2 separate regions of the Hordeum vulgare genome follow, and region 1 is linked to region 2. Evidence: chromatin contacts called from public Hi-C data. All regions are on one chromosome and are shown on one strand. The core of a region is the stretch at or near the end of the contact, and the rest is flanking DNA. Distances in the headings are between cores, read along the strand shown. Region 1 overlaps LOC123401861 (microtubule-associated protein futsch-like). Region 2 holds the start of LOC123402758.

Region 1 (3,656 bases), core at 502-3,001, 420 kb before region 2:
TCCTGCATATCAATATGCAGGATTTCCTTTCACTCCCAGTGTTCACCTTCAGACAACAGGTTTTCCAATTGGATCGACGTCATATGCCACCAATTCTGCACCTGCAGGAGTTCCATTCTTTCCAACCATTGCCCCGGCACTTGTTGGGTCAACGGGTGCATTACCTCCCCAACATGTGAGGCAATATGCAATAAACCGTCCTGAAGGTAGCAGCAGTGATGGACTCGACAGTAACTGGAAATGGAAAAGACCAGGAGGAGGGTTTGATCTTAATTCTGGTCCTGGGAGTATAGATTTAGAAGGGAAGGACGAACGGATACTTTCATCGGTTAGACAAACTTTGATGACGCCGCCGCAGGCCTTTGTGGAGGAGCAAACGAGAATGTACCAATTGCCTGGTGTAGGAATAAAGAGGAAGGAACCCGAGGGCAGTTGGGATCCTGAAAGATCATCATACAAGCAATTGTCATGGCAGTAGGAACTTTGGCGAGACCTCGCATCGACTTCTTTTGTCTGGTGAGCTTGTTTGTACCTAGAAATCCAACTTTAAAGACCAGACCCTGTTTTCTTGTTGGGTTAAAATTAACCAGTGGCGGGTGGGTGCTTTATATTTGCAGAGGCAACTGCATGTGGAAGTGAGGCGTTGTATTGCACCTGGGTGACCCTGGTGGGCTGGGATATACAACTCACACATGGATTCATGTCTGTGACGACATGGGATTGTGGGAGGAATGAAACATGGCTGTAATTGCTGTAAATGTTAACCATATTCATACTTTCCTGGAACCAGTTTTCCTCAGCTTGAGCAGTTGCTTTGCTAGAGTTTTGTACCTGCCAGGCTTGCTTCTTCTGTTTTTGCCAGGAGCGTATGGGTTTGGAGATGGAACGGTAATGCTCCTTGGCATCTTCAAACACCTCAAGCCGCTGTAATTAGTCCCGGTGGTCCTTTTTTCTTTTCATTTTCTAAGTTTCTTATGATAAACCGTCTCTTTGACATTGCTGGGCACATCTGCAGCTTTAACATACTATGATTTAGCCGTGACATGTATCCTGCCCTGCGGGCAAGTGTTGCATCAGTAGATCAGGAAGTCATAATAATTTGCCGTGGCTGACCCTGTTATCTCTATGTTGGTTCCTATGTTTCCTGCAACTTGTTGCTCCATTGCTGGGCACGTCTGCAGCTGCATCTTGTTGCTCACGAACGCGCGTCTGTTGTAAATTTGGATCATCTACTTGGTGTCATCTGTTGCACAAGTAAATGTAACGCTGATCATTGCATCTGCGGTCTCCGTTGGTCGTGTTGCTGATGGACGATGGCGACCGTGTTGCTGATCTCCATGAGTAAACCATTTGTATTCTGCTACTTGTCATATTTCGACATCTCTACGGTCTGACATGACCACCCCAGCAGGAGACCCGGCGACGAAAGCAAGCGAGGACGAAGCGGAACAGGAGGGGGGCATACATACATGTCGCTCGACGCGTGTGCGTGGTGGTTCACGGGCCGACACCAAGACGCAAGAGAAGCCTCCCCCACGGGCAGGCAGGACAGGATGCCCCTTTAACCACGGAAACCACTGCCACCACGGCGATGTGGGGGGGAGGTGCAAAAGCAAGCAGCAGCGAAGGGAAAAAAAAGGAGGGACGGCGACAGGCACGGGGAGGGAGGAAGAGACGGTCGCGATCAGTGGGGTGGCCCGTGACGCGACTGCTGCCCCGTCCCTGTCCGCTGCCTCCCTTTCCCTTCCGTCCTTCCTTTCTTTCCCCCCTCTCTTTCCGCGTCCGGGCATTTCCCGTCCCCGTCGCACCACGTAGGTATGGTGTGTCCAGTCCAGTCTCCCGTCGCTTTCCTCAGCTGCCCGTCTTGTTAGACTTGGGCTCCATCCATCCATCACCCTTCACCCCCTCTCCTCGGTCATTTCCCCATCATTAATACGCGTCCCTCTCGACAGCTCCCCGGTGAAAGCTACCCCCTGTTACAAACAGTACTACGTCGACCCAGTTCCCGTCAACATCGTCCGTCATCTCTATTTTCCGCGTGGGAGCCAACGTTTTTCGGTTTTTTCCCACTTCATGTTTTCTTTGCATTTCGACATTCTTTATATTTTTCGCCGGAATTCGGTGTTCCTTGATTTTACTACTACCACCGTGACAGTTTAGAAGGCACGTACTTGTACCTAGATTGCTAATTTTACTTATACTAGCAAAAAAGCCCGTGCGTTGCAATGGAAAAAAAAAATAACGCACGCTTTTAACCCAATAACCACGACTCAAGACCTCAATAGGCCCACGTCTTTTAGTTTCACATGGAATCATATTTGTGTTGCCGACAGTGGCCTCAGTACTAACACAACGATGATGTGTTTAAATGTGTTTAGTCCTAAGGTCTTTCTTTCTCTCTTTAAGCAAAACATTCAATATGTTCTGTATGTTTAGTTACAAAGGGAGTATACACTAACTCGATGTATATTTCATGAACAAATTAAAAAATAAAAGCATGAAAGAATATTGAGTACATGTATTTCAAACAATTCAAATTATGTCTTGTGAACTTATATTATTAATGAACTAAGAATTACAAATTAATGCAAACACACTTAAGTAGCCAAAGATGATTATTTAGGCTACACATCCAGATACACAGTATCGTACGTCAGTGGAAGAAATCAAGATGAACTAATCTAGAGGCCATCGGAGCAATCTTTTTTGGTAAACAAAAAAAGCAAAAAAAATAAACAGAAGTTCCTGTCTCTTGATGTGAACCAGCCTAATAGAAGAGAAAAGGTAAGCAAAAAAAAAATGTTGAAGAAAGGATTTGAACCCGGGTGTCCCGAGTAAGAGGGGCATGCTCTAGCCAGCAGGCTATCACAGCGTATGAGTTTATTTCCAGTTCACCCTCCTATAAATCAAAATCTTACGGAGTGACTTGTGATAAAAAATGATTCGTTGTGTCTAAAGTCTGGACTGCGGGTTATTTAGCGTAAATGTCGGGGTTTTTGCGTAAAATGCAAAAAAGGTCCAGAGTCACTTAAAGACAGACTGCGGGTTGATTTTGGGAAACTACAGAGTGTTTTTTGCAAAATGATCATGATGGACGACAGAAACCGTCGGTGTTTTATTATTAGGAAGAGATAAAATTTATTGTTTAATATAAAAACTATATTATTGGAAAATAAAAAATTTAAAAAATTTAATGATTTTTTTAATATATACTTATCATTAAGTTGGTCAAATTTACGATCTAGATACACCGGTCAGATGAGATGGAGGGAGTACTACTGTACTAGTAATGCTCACGAGCAATAAATAAATAAGTAAATTCCATGTTCCAACGCCGAAACACACAGTACGAGAAACGAATTGTGAGCACGTGGAGGAGCACGGTGAGTCGGTGGTTGTTGCACCACCCGTATCTGCGCGAACGGGGCGAGTAAATGCCCTAGGGATTCACGATGTACTTTATCAATGGAACATGGGCCATTCTCATGAATGGAGAAGGGCAATGGGTCAAGTTTTTTTTCTTCCCTCGATTGTCAAGTTGGTTGTTTGGTGGTTCACCGGGTAATAAACCTAGCAAACCTACTACTACTAGCACAACATGCGAGGCATATAAATATTTCCTCGCAACTAAATACGAAACAAAATAAATAAATCTA
Region 2 (3,842 bases), core at 804-3,303:
TGTGTGCCCATGCAGTCAAAAGCAACTATCCTTTAAAAGGGATTGCACACATTTAGGGGGAGCTTGCACTGGTCATGTATCTTTCAAAGCGGACATATTCTAATGCTTATCTTCATTTGAAGCTTTGTTTGTGTGTTGTGATTCAGTAACCAACTTTCTGTACCACCAACTTTCACATCGGTGCCATCGAGATTCAGTGACCAACTTTTTGTTGAGAAGATTCCAAGAATCGCAATTTCCGATTTTGAAATCGGTCTCACCGAGATTTGGAAACTAGTCTAGGTCATCGAATCGATACCACCGAGATTCATATATCGGCCTCATCGAGAATTCAAAAGTTGACACATTTAGTGCAACTCGGTACCACCGAGATTCGGTGTCACCGAGTTGGGCAATAATGTTGTAACAGTTGGATTTTGGGGATGCCTATATATACCCCTCCACCCACCTCTCATTTATAGAGGAAGCACTTAAAACACACTTATACTTGCGAGATCCATTCTTGTGAGAGAGAGCCACCTACTCACGTGTTGAGATGAAGAGATTCCATTCCAACCATTTGAACCTTGATTCATAGCCTCCCCAAGTTGCTTTCCACAAGATCAATCTCTTCTACCCCTGCCAAATGTGTGTGAGAGAGTGATTGAGTGTTGAGGAGACTATCTTTAGAAGCACAAGAGCAAGTAGTTCATCGTTCTACAACATCTATTACCTTTGGGAGGGTGGTGCCTCCTAGATTGGTTAGGCGTCGCTTTGGAGCCTCTCACTTCGTGCTGTGGAGTTGAACCAAGATGTTTGTAAGGGCAAGGAGATCGCCTACTTCGTGAAGATCTACCATGAGTGAGGCTAGTCTTGTATGGGCGAAAGCCATGGTGGAATAGGCAAGGCCGCTTCTTCATGGACCCCTTGCCGGTGGAGCCCTCTGTGGACTCTCGCAGCCGTTATCCTTCGTGGGTTGAAGTCTCCACTAACATGGACGTATGATAGCGCCACCTATCGAAACCATGCCAAAAATCACTGTGTCAACCTTTGCGATCTTCCTAAACTCTACTTCTTATTACGTATGCGGAGTCTTTACTTTTCGCTGCCATATTTGTTGACTAGCATGTGTAGGATGCACTAGACTTGTTAGAAATGCTAAAATCTGTCAAGCACTAAAATTGAAAAAAGACTAGGATTTTAATTTATGCAAGTAGTCTATTCACCCCTGTAGACACCTCTTCTATCGACCCACACAAGACCAGTATGGCTCATATCAACAAGGTGATAGAAAAGCAAAATGAGAAACTACCTACCGATGCAAGATTGAGCCTTAAGACTACCATCGATGCCATGAGGTTAGCATTTTTTTACATCAACTAAGATTTGGCATGAATTAATGTTTTGATATCCAACATCTAGTCGCTACCTCATTTTCAGCTAGATGTGTGCACCAAAACCTTGTTCGACATGATTATTTTGTCTTATGATATTTTGTATCTACCTTGTTCGACATGATTATTTTGTACTAGATTTATTTTTCTTTTACTTGCCTTGGCTTCCGTCACTGCGGTGAACTGCCGACTGTCCGGCAGCCGGCCAACCGAGACTTGCCGCAGCCGTACTCCCCGCATGGCACTGCACTGCAACACGTCGGCACCACAGGAAATCGCCACCGCTCCAAGTCAAAACAGCGGCCCACCCGCAGCGACCGCGCCAGGCAGGTCAGAGAGCGTGAGCCAGCCGCACCGAGCAACGCAGGCCGAGCCGAACTGTCAGAAATGCCCCTGCTGCCCCCGTCTCCTCCCACTCCCCACAGCAGCACGACCCGCACCCCAACCCCAATCCCCCCCCCCCCCCCATCTCTCTCCTCGACCTCGCGCGCCGTCTCTGCCGCGATCCCTCCCTCCCCACTCCCCCCAAATCGCCGTTTTTTTCTCGCCCCCTCCCACCCCCCCCCCCCACCCCGCCTCGGATCGCGCCCGAACCCCTCGCCCGCCCCGCCCCGCCCCGCCGACCCCACCCCAAACCCCCAATTCTCGCGCCGGCCCTGCGCGCAATCGGCCCCGATTCCGGCCCGAATTCGACCGCGCCGAGGCCTGCCGTCTCCGGCGGGCGTCCCGCCTCCGCAGGAGCGGGTTCGATGCGGGGTCGCGCGGCCCGGACGGAGCCCCCGCGGATCTAGGGTTTCGGTGCTAGGGTTTACCGCAGGCGGTGGCGATCGATCCGGTGATGGTGCGGCGCGGCGCCGGCAGCCGCCGAGGAGGGGTCGATGCGGGGCCATGCGCGGCGGTGAGCGGCCTCTCGTTCGGCACATGTGGCCGGCAACTCGCGTAGAGGCAGAAGCAGCAGCTCCAGCTTCGGCACGCGGACCTCCTCCTCCCGCCCCTTCCGGTTCGTGTGCCCCCCTTACACCGCTGACAACATCCCACCCTCCGGTGCCGACGACTCCCCCAGCCACGCCGCGAAAGCAGCAGCAGCAGGTCGTCCGTTCTCCGCCTCCGGTGTCACCTGACGACTTCTTCGTAAAGGTGCCTCATCTGATGGGAATACCCTTTGGAATTTGCCAGTATCGTAATTGCTCTTATGCTTCTGCTTGAAATTTTTCATCTATATTATGTACTGTAACTAGACTAGATTTCTTTCTGCTCTTGGGAGAATAGAGAGAGATGGACATGTAAGGAAATTATGTGTTTATAAACTTGAGTTTTTATCTGTTGAATTGGATGCACCGAAAGGTCCACCCAAAAGCCCAAGGGGAAAGTCGATCAATATATTTCAACACAACCTCTCAGTTTTAGGATCTTTCAAACCTCACATGGGCATTGTCGGCCATAACTATTTTATCCATAGCGCGTTCACGAGTCTTGAACACGAGGCTTCCTTTATCGGATGCCTTAGTGGGAAAGGTTGTCAATATACTTCAGCAATATCATAATTGTTGTTCTGCATCTGCTTGAAAATTATCATCTGTATACTGTACCTAGACTGCTGCCTCTTGAACCTAGGAAATTAGAGATGGTGGTCTCCAACACGTAAGAAAATCATGTGCTCTCTAAACTTGAGTTGCATTATTCGAATGGCATGCACTGACCATTTTGCCCAAAAGCTTGAGCTGAGGGGGAAAGGTGGTGAATATATTTGAACACCCCCATCAGGTCTAGGCTCTTTTATACCTTATAATTAACTTGGGACCGATGTAGCCTGTGGGTCTTGACCTTGAGACCTTTTGTCTCTGATGCTGTATTGAATTGCATGCACTAGCCAGTTCACCCAATAGCTCAAGCTGATTGGAAAGGTGGTTATTTGAACAGCGTGCTAGCATGAGGTGCTAACATGCTAAGAGCTGGGTCGGTGTGCGTGTTAGAACCTAATTTGATCATATAATTGGCTCTTGGTATAGGAGTAAGAAAATGATGTTTAAGGCATTTTACAAGCATTATGTTGGTCATTGGTGATTTGGTGTGGACATACGTGTTTCATGGTAAGCCATGCCTTACTTATGCTGGAGTTTGCCACAGTGATGTGTTTTACCTGCTGTTTGCACATCTTTAGTTGTTTGTTTTGCTGATGCACTACATACTAGGAAATTCCTAAACAGTTGCTGATTATTGAGCTTATATATTGCAAAGTAGGAAAATAAGAAGCAAAAATGGAGACCAGACCTAAAACGTGGGTATATTGATATCTCCTTCTGCTGTTTACCCTAGCTGTTGTGCTCCGTGATGCATTATAAGTTTATAGTTTTCCTTTTGAGAAGAAAGTTCTTCTAGGTTTGTATATGCTGGTTATTGTTGCAGATCGACAAACCTAGCAAAAAAGAACTCACTTGCCCAAGCTGTACAGATAGGACATTTTACTTG

Evidence for each region. A called contact is a pair of places that touch in the nucleus more often than the background predicts.
Region 1: a contact with region 2 is called in a Hi-C map of seedling, with 2.6 times the contacts expected there. The contact joins the enhancer-like site here to the promoter of LOC123402758 in region 2. A contact is called at or near these places in 3 of 6 Hi-C or Micro-C datasets (leaf and seedling) and 1 of 1 datasets of contacts at active chromatin or transcription factors (embryo).

What each region holds. Positions count from the first base shown.
Region 1 is chr6H:508,825,791-508,829,446 of MorexV3_pseudomolecules_assembly, reverse strand. LOC123401861 (microtubule-associated protein futsch-like) reads left to right here. Exons shown (of 5, transcript XM_045095716.1): 4 at 1-516; 5 at 618-1,120. The coding sequence ends at 478. Among protein-coding and RNA genes, the nearest start is that of LOC123401861, 8.0 kb to the left of the region's middle. Within about 2 kb of position 1,751, at least 3 of the 3 cell types and tissues checked have open chromatin away from gene starts, as enhancers often do. A contact at or near this core is called in leaf and seedling, where this site is marked.
Region 2 is chr6H:508,402,639-508,406,480 of MorexV3_pseudomolecules_assembly, reverse strand. It overlaps LOC123402758, which reads left to right and starts at 2,053. Exons shown (of 4, transcript XM_045096713.1): 1 at 2,053-2,510. The coding sequence starts at 2,262.